Regions from separate parts of the Anser cygnoides genome. Here region 1 is linked to region 2. Evidence: chromatin contacts called from public Hi-C data. All regions are on one chromosome and are shown on one strand. The core of a region is the stretch at or near the end of the contact, and the rest is flanking DNA. Distances in the headings are between cores, read along the strand shown. Region 1 overlaps MAML3 (mastermind like transcriptional coactivator 3). Region 2 overlaps MAML3 (mastermind like transcriptional coactivator 3).

Region 1 (3,947 bases), core at 495-2,994, 120 kb after region 2:
TGCTGATTTACATTTCTGAGGATAAGGGCGTATGATGTTGATGAAGCTTGAGCTGCTTGTGCCAGCAAAGGGCATGCTCCAGTGACTTCGGAGACGCTCTGTTAAGTCTAGGCCACTCAAGGGACTCCCCTTCCATTCCACCCTCCCCATTCCATTTGGGGATTTGGACCCTGGGACTTCCCAAATATCGAGCAGTTCAGTGTCCTGCAGGAAGCCATACAACCATACTACTTACAGGGGGAAGAAATCAACAGAACCTTTTTTCCACAGTCAAACTGATCGCCACCCTCCGTCGGGGTCCACATTTTGTCCAGTAAATTGAGGCTTCCAGCAAGAAGAATCATTTCCACTAGACTCGAAAGAAACAACTCTTAAAACACACTGACAAAAGTAGCAGTAAGCCAATGACACAAGCTCTTACCAATTTAACCAGGGTGTGTTTACCCAAGGTGCCCATGGCATTTCTCCATATCCAGCTTTCTACCAGAAACAAACATACTGACCCATCCTAAGTTACTCGGACGCTAGCAACATTTTGGTCTTAACTTTTATGGACAGCTTCCTCGTCATGCAGCAGCTCCCATTAATGACTGGACGGTGAAACCATTTGTTTCCAAGTGGTTGTTTTAGATCCTGGCACCTGGTTAACTTTCAGTGACAATACTCATTCCACATGGGAGTTTTGTGGTTCATTAACAAACCTCTTTATCTGGATTCCTTTGAGGGCTAAATGTCCCTTGTAGTGCTGTTTTGCTAGCAAAGAGCATCCCTTATACACTGCTGGATCCAATCCAGAAAAAATGCACAGTGACTGAAAGCCATTGCCATCTGGTGACTGCTCAACATCCTGCGTGGATGCTAGCCTGCATCCAGCACTGAGGGAACAGGTGTCCCCAGAACAACAGCCACCACAGTTGTCACTGGCTTGTAATCCCATTTGCAGCCTTGACACTTGGTCAGCATGCTGAAAGCCCGTCCGCCTTCAGCTGATCCCTCGCAGCACGTTCGTGAGCCAGCTTCCTCACTGCTCCTCCGCCTCGTGCCACCGAGCACCTGGTGGCAGTGGATTCTGGTCTGGATGCTGTTCTCCCATCCCTCTGTTCTTGTTAATTTAAAAAAGATGATCAAACAGCAACGACAGACAGAAACACCCTTGGAAATACAGTGCTGTGCAAATATACAGGGGCTAAGACTCCTCTCTCTGCCATTTCGACTCCAGAAACACCAACACTCCCCATGGAATGGGACTCCTCTGTGCAAGCAGTAGTGAAACCAGCTATTATTTATGCCCAGTAGAAAAAGCATTTGCTACCTATGACTTCAGAGAAAAAAGAAATAACAGACTCCTTCCCTAGGTTCAGCGAGTATCTAAGAAAAATAATAATTTTCTCTGAAAACAGCTAATCCAACAGTAAAGTGTTCTCACCAACCTAAAAAAACATATCCATTTGATTAACAGGCAGATGTCAAATCAGTTAAAATAAATAACAATAATAATAAAGAAATACAGAATAAGGCAGGCTGTGGATTTCACTAGTCTGCAAGCTCACAAAAGTAGCCAAGTTTACAAGCATAACAAATTACCGGGACTCAGATGAGCCACAGTAAGTAATTGTTTGCGCATTCCTAGATCATTGCAAATATGAGGTAAAGCCTCATTAACTCACAACTTTCCCACTGAGGTATAATCTGACAACGCTGTACCTGGTATTTCCTAAGCGCGTGCACATAGTCATTTCACTGTTTGGCTGAGGCCAGGTAATGTGCGAAGCCCCAGATTTCCCTGAGGTACAGGACCCCCGAGTGCTAATAACTAACCCCACGTCTGCAGGCAAAAGCATCCGCCATGTGAAAATCCCTCCCTGGTAGCTACCACCATGCAGCGTGGCAGAGAGTTCACACGGCCTCGCTTTGCGGGGTGGGTGCTGGTGTTCCCCAACAATTTGGCAGCGGCAGATGCCCGGTTTCTAACCAGTTTCGTTTGCTCTCTCAAGAGCCTGCAGAGAGCAAGAGCAATGAGGAAACTACACTCCAAAACATGTGTTGGGCTCTTTGTAACCAACAAAAGCAACCACAAATACTACAGACTTAAATCATTAACCTGCTCCACTACCAGCAAGTCAGGAACACCCCTCAGATCCTGGCAAGTTTCCAAAGCAGCCTTTTCTGCGCAAAGGATGGGCACCCAGAATCACACTTTTTTTTGGCAAGTGATCCACAATGTCTAAATATTTGCCAGCTACCATGCCAATAACTCCCTCTTCCTTTTTATTTTTTTTAAACCACCACCATAAAGGCTAGCTACTTTCCTTGGTCTATATAAAGTTGACCAGCCTTCCCATACCCAGAAAAGCACAGCCACTCTATACGATGATCATAGTGAAACCGTCTAGTTAACAAAAAAGCATTGTGAAGCTTGCCGGAGCTAAAATATGGTTACATACTAAACGCCTAGAGGAAACCAGCTTCAGAAGCACTTTGTAAGGTCTAGAAAGTGACATTCCTAAAGTGAGTTTGGAATGACCAAAGTTAGCAATACACATACATATATTGTAGTCTCGGTGCAAACAGATGGGGCTTTGCCATGCTGTTACTCCAACCGTACAAAAATGGTTCTGTTTACGTCATGAAAGCTAATTACACCAACACCCAACTACAGAAACAGGGTAGAATATCCACATCATTTTTTATCCTGTGTCTGTCTGCTCATGTTAATGTATGGCTGCGTGCACACACACCCATGCACACCAAGATGAAAGTTACACTGAGATAGAACACGAACAGAACAATGAGGATTTTGTCTTCTTCAATAGAGTCCTGTTATATATAGCCTTTCGGCTTAAATATAAGCTTAAACACGAACAAATCACACACACAAAGATACGTACTTATTTATAGCTACAGCAATAGGGAGGCCGCTGAGCAAAGCCGAACATCTTTGGAAACAGTGGGTGGTGATGCTGCTAAACAGAGCCCCCACTTTTCAGCTTCAGGGGCAACTCTGGTCTATGAAAGGAAAGCCATGAACTTGGGCCCGCTCTTTCTGCCCACTGTGATTTCTATGAATCATCCACCATAATCCTGTCGTAGGGAGTTCCTATCTGCCCTACCCCCTCAATTGCACTTCAGGAGATTGGGTGCATTTTGGCCAGCAGAGAATTGTGGAACTGATGGAAATGGACTCTTTACACGTTGTAAAAAGAAGAGCAACAGAAAGCCAGCAGTGCTGGGCATGAAGACAAGTGGAGTTCAAAGTTACCTTGCCCCACACTGAGTGAAGGTCTCCGAACTCTGCTGTCACTGTTGGAAATACTGGGGCACCATCTCTGAGCCATGGGTGCCTTACAAAACCGACCTGCTCACCCTCCTCCACTCCTTGGTATTTGTGTCACAAACTTTGCTCGTTTCATAATTCAGGGGAAGAGAACGTGTTCACTACTGGAAAAGTCAGTCACTTGAAAGACTGGCGACTCAGTTATTACTCACCGAAAGCAAAATAAGTGCTTCAGAACAGCTCACGTGTTGCTGGGCTGTACGTAGAAGCTGTGCCGTGCGTACCAGCACAGCAGTATCAGACAGAGCACAGGACGTGGTCTGCCTGCAATAAAGCTACACTTGACTGGAATTGGGTACAGCTGGGCAGCGAATGCAGTGTGGTGTGTGGCCTATTCAGCTCCATCTTCATCCCTCTCTTTTTTCCTCCCCTCTCTAACCTTTAGCTTCCAAAGGTCTTCAAGGAAACTTCACATACTCTGTCTTACAAGCTTTAGCAAAAACTGATTGAAGATGTTTATGTTACACACACAGTTTTCACTAGCTGGTAACCCATCACAGGTTGTGGTCTAATGTGTAAATCATGTGTCTGTAACGGTTATCTTGCATGTTATGTCATATTGCTACATATAATTGCACAGACTATCACAGGCTCTTTTTTCCACATCCCCAGC
Region 2 (3,709 bases), core at 814-3,313:
AGCCTCGCAAAGATTTCACCAAGACCAGCCGCTCCTCCCCATCCCCGGCCACGTTTGTCGCTTCGATAAACGAGGAGAGCTGCATGCTCTCTGTCACATGAAGAGGGTTATGCTAATGCTATGCTAATTGGGCGCATCCACGCGGCCCTGTTGTAGGGCTGCTTGCCGGTGCCCAGGCCTTCCCCACGCTGCAGGAAGCGTGGCGGGGAGGTGGCACGGGGAGCACGGCAAGGATGACGAGTGTAATGCGGGGAGTCCAGCATCACTGAGAGAAAGGGCGAGCCCTGGTTCCCCTGGGCGGGCTCTGTTCCCCCTCCAGGTCAGTTTCCCCCCGGTGCAAGCCTTGGCAAGGCTGCCAAGCTCTCAGCCCCAGAAATAGTGCGTCAGGCAGCCGAAAAACCAGCGGGGAGGGGGAGACGCAGATAAAAATAGCGAGAAATGTTGATTGCATTGTTACTGCTTCAATTAAGCTCAGACACTTCAGCCTGATGAGTCAACAGCAATGACAAGAGGGCACGGCAAACAGGAGCGACCGCAGGGCAAAACGGGTTTACCAGCCCCATCAGCGCGGAAGGCAGCAAGGTGCCCAGGCAGTAACCCCCCCACGAGCGGGGCCAGTGCTGCACCCCCCGGCTCCGGCTTTCCTGCCGTGAGCTGGCAGAGCAGGGATTGTGGTCGGGGCAGAGGCAGAAGCACAGCGTGTGCTGGGCGAGAGGGAGGCCAGGGAGAGGCTTCCCTGCGGTGGGGCGGGAGCAGCCACCAGCTGCCCTGGTCGTCCCCTCTTTGCGGCTCTGAGCGGCAGAGGGCAGGCTGGCAGGCAGCTGGGTGGAAGGCAGGAAAAACTCTCCGGTGACCTTTGGGCTCAGAAATTACTGCTGCGGCTGTCTGTGTCGCCCACTACATAAAGGCGTCTCTGAAAAGAAAGGCAGAGAAGCAGTTGGTCACAACTTCAAACGGCCCGTCTCGCCACCGCGCCGCGCCCTGGAAAACGTTCACCTCCCTTTGCGAAGCGGTTTACAACGCACACCGCCGGCGTTTATTTCATGGCCTTGCAGCTCGTGCCCCAGCTGCACGGCACGACAGGCTCGCAGGTAAAGGCTTCCTCAGCTCAGGATCCTCTCTCTGGCAGCAGCCAGCCGTGAGCGCTTAGGCAAAGCGTAAAAGGAACAAGGGGAAGAGTACAGCGAGCCTTCCCCTGGGAGCCCTCCCAGCTTCCAGCAATCAGAGGATTAGGAGCCTCCCGTGCTGGAGACTGCATCTGTCTAGCACGCTCTCACCGTCGGCTGCAAACCTCTCCTCCGTGCATTTATCCCGTGCCTTTTACGCACAGCCCCTGCAACAGCGTGCGGCGGGGAATTCTGCGCATTAAGGTGGGAGACAAAACAAAACAAAGCAAAGCAAAGCAAAGCAAAACTTCCTTTTGCTTTAAAGCTGCTGCCCACTCCTGTGCTGCTGGAGTGCTCCAGAGACACTACAAATCTTGTGCTCTTTTTTTCTTGATGCTGGGGAGACCTCACGTTTGCTGCAGTTCCACCTGTGCCTCCTTTGCTGAGCCGCTCTTCAGGCGATTCCCCCCTGCCCGCAGCTGGCTAGACGTCCACCGACTGGGGCAGGGATAGACGACTCTACCACGATGCTCTGCTTAGCTTAAAGAGGTCCCTTCTGAGCCTAGAGGCCCGTCCTTTGCAGGGCTCGGGATTCCCGTGCCCACCAGCAAGGCGCAAGCAGCGCTGCCGGCTGCCTCCGGCTCCTTTTCCGAGGCAGGAGGAGCCCTGCCGGGTGTGGGGCTGACTGGGGTGGGATTCAAGGCACCAAGAGCCATCCCCCACCAAGCACCCCTACCCCAAATGAGTGCACCTGACCCCTTCCCACAGCACCGGGGGGACAAACCGCACGGCCGGCTGCACCGCGGGGACGCAGCTACCTGCTGCTGGGACACGAACCTGCCAGGGAGGAAGGGAGCTGGCACGGGATCAGAGCGAGTCGAGTTCGAAAGTCCTCGGACCGTGTGTTTGCACATGCACGGGGCCAGATCCAAGGCTCGCAGTCCTTCTGGTAGCTGTTCATCAAAACATTTGCACTGCCAATGCGGACAGCGTTCATTAAAATCTATGTTTAGTTTGCGAGGATCACGCCAGACTGTTCAAATAAATGACCCACCGAATTAATCTCTTTTCCTAATGCTATCTCCTGATATTTGGGATGACTTCATGCCAGATATCCTGCTGAAGAAAAGCGCGGCGGGCTGGGGGAGGAGCAGAGAGGGGCTGCTCGGGGGGAAAGCCCAGCCTGCATTCATTCCTCCTCGCTCCCTTGCGAGTCCCTTTCCATCACGCTACTGAGCGCAACACAATTAGTGAAAAGGGCCCGTTTTTCCTCCAGGAGCCGAGGTCCCAAAAAGGTACGGCTTCAACATCATTAGCAGTTCATCTTCTTAAACCTCCGGGCAGCCCCTAGGCAGATCCCCTCACGCAAGCCCCGCACCCCTCCCCCTTTTTGGTGTCTGCTTATCAAACTAATGAAGCACAACCAGACTGAAAGGTCTTGGGGTAGAAGACAGCAGCTTAACCATGATTCAGTACATGTCCCTTCCCCTCCTCCTCTTTATCAAATAAAGCAAGCAGAATTTCCTACACTTAAATGGAAGGGAGGAGGAAGGAAGGAGGCTGAGGGGAGGGAGACGTTTGTCTAGTAATTCCCTGCAGAAGGAGATGTCTGTTTACTTTCTTTGACTGAGCACTTGAATATTAAAAAGCCCCAGCTCCTTAGCGGGCAGGATTTAGCAGCGCCGCGGCTTCCACCGACGGGGCAGAGCCGGCGATGCCTGCTCCAGGTATCCGGGGGATAACACCTCGTCCTGCGGCCTTCCCCTCGTCCTCCTCCGGGGCTGCTGGGTGCAGGCAGCCAGCCGGAGGGTGCTGTGAGCTCAGCACCACATGGTGGGAACGATGCTGCACGTGCTCCAGCCCCAAAATGAGAACAGCCCCGGCAAAAGGGATGAAAGCACAAGGAGGCTCCGTTAGTGTCCTGCCATTCGGTGGGAGCCGGAAAGGCAATTTCCAGCTTTAGCTAAAAACACATAAACATCTTTCATCGTGTCACCGTCCTAAATATAGGTGATTACTTCAAGGCAAGTGGAAAAGAAAAAAAGAGAGGAGGAAAAAGGAGCCCTGTTCTCATACCCCTCGGGCTCAGAGGCACGCTTTTAAACGTGTTTGCAAAGACATTTGTGCATGTTGGCGATAACCTGCTGTTCGTCTGAAATCGAGGAACACGAACACTAGGTGCTGTGAGTCAGCTCCTGTCACGGTGTCAGCTCTCTTCCTTCTCCTGGGTCGGCAGGAAAGGGCTTTGGGAGTAAAAGTCCTTCTTCACACTGCAAAATACGGCTTCTCGTCAAATGAACTGGATATACTTTAAAGAGAGTTTACTGGGGATAACTCGTTGTCACCAGCGCTTGTTGCGGCGTGAGTGCCTGCTGCCGAGGGACCAACACGCCGCCTCCAGTTCGGGCTGCCAGAGAGCGCCTTCCTTTAGGCCCCAACAGAAACTCCCCCTGACATGAGCCCGTCCTGCATTTGCAGCACCAGGCTTGTTTCTTCTGAGACAAGGCAAAGGCAAAGCTCAATCGATCTACCGCATCTGCTTTGAAATCTTACTGCGTTGGAGAGACTTAAACCCCCACCCCTAAGTTTTGTCTCTAGAAAGG

The links. Hi-C and Micro-C count contacts between places; a contact is called where the count stands out from the background.
Region 1: a Hi-C map of liver shows a contact between it and region 2, with 4 times the contacts expected there. The contact joins two enhancer-like sites. A contact is called at or near these places in 2 of 7 Hi-C or Micro-C datasets (both in liver).

Annotation. Positions count from the first base shown.
Region 1 is chr4:41,150,522-41,154,468 of Taihu_goose_T2T_genome, forward strand. The region is part of intron 1 of MAML3 (mastermind like transcriptional coactivator 3); the gene reads right to left. Among named protein-coding and RNA genes, the nearest start is that of MAML3, 55 kb to the right of the region's middle. Within about 2 kb of position 1,745, at least 2 of the 3 cell types and tissues checked have open chromatin away from gene starts, as enhancers often do. A contact at or near this core is called in liver, where this site is marked.
Region 2 is chr4:41,031,213-41,034,921 of Taihu_goose_T2T_genome, forward strand. All of the region lies in intron 2 of MAML3 (mastermind like transcriptional coactivator 3), which reads right to left. Among named protein-coding and RNA genes, the nearest start is that of MGST2, 60 kb to the left of the region's middle. Within about 2 kb of position 2,064, at least 3 of the 3 cell types and tissues checked have open chromatin away from gene starts, as enhancers often do. A contact at or near this core is called in liver, where this site is marked.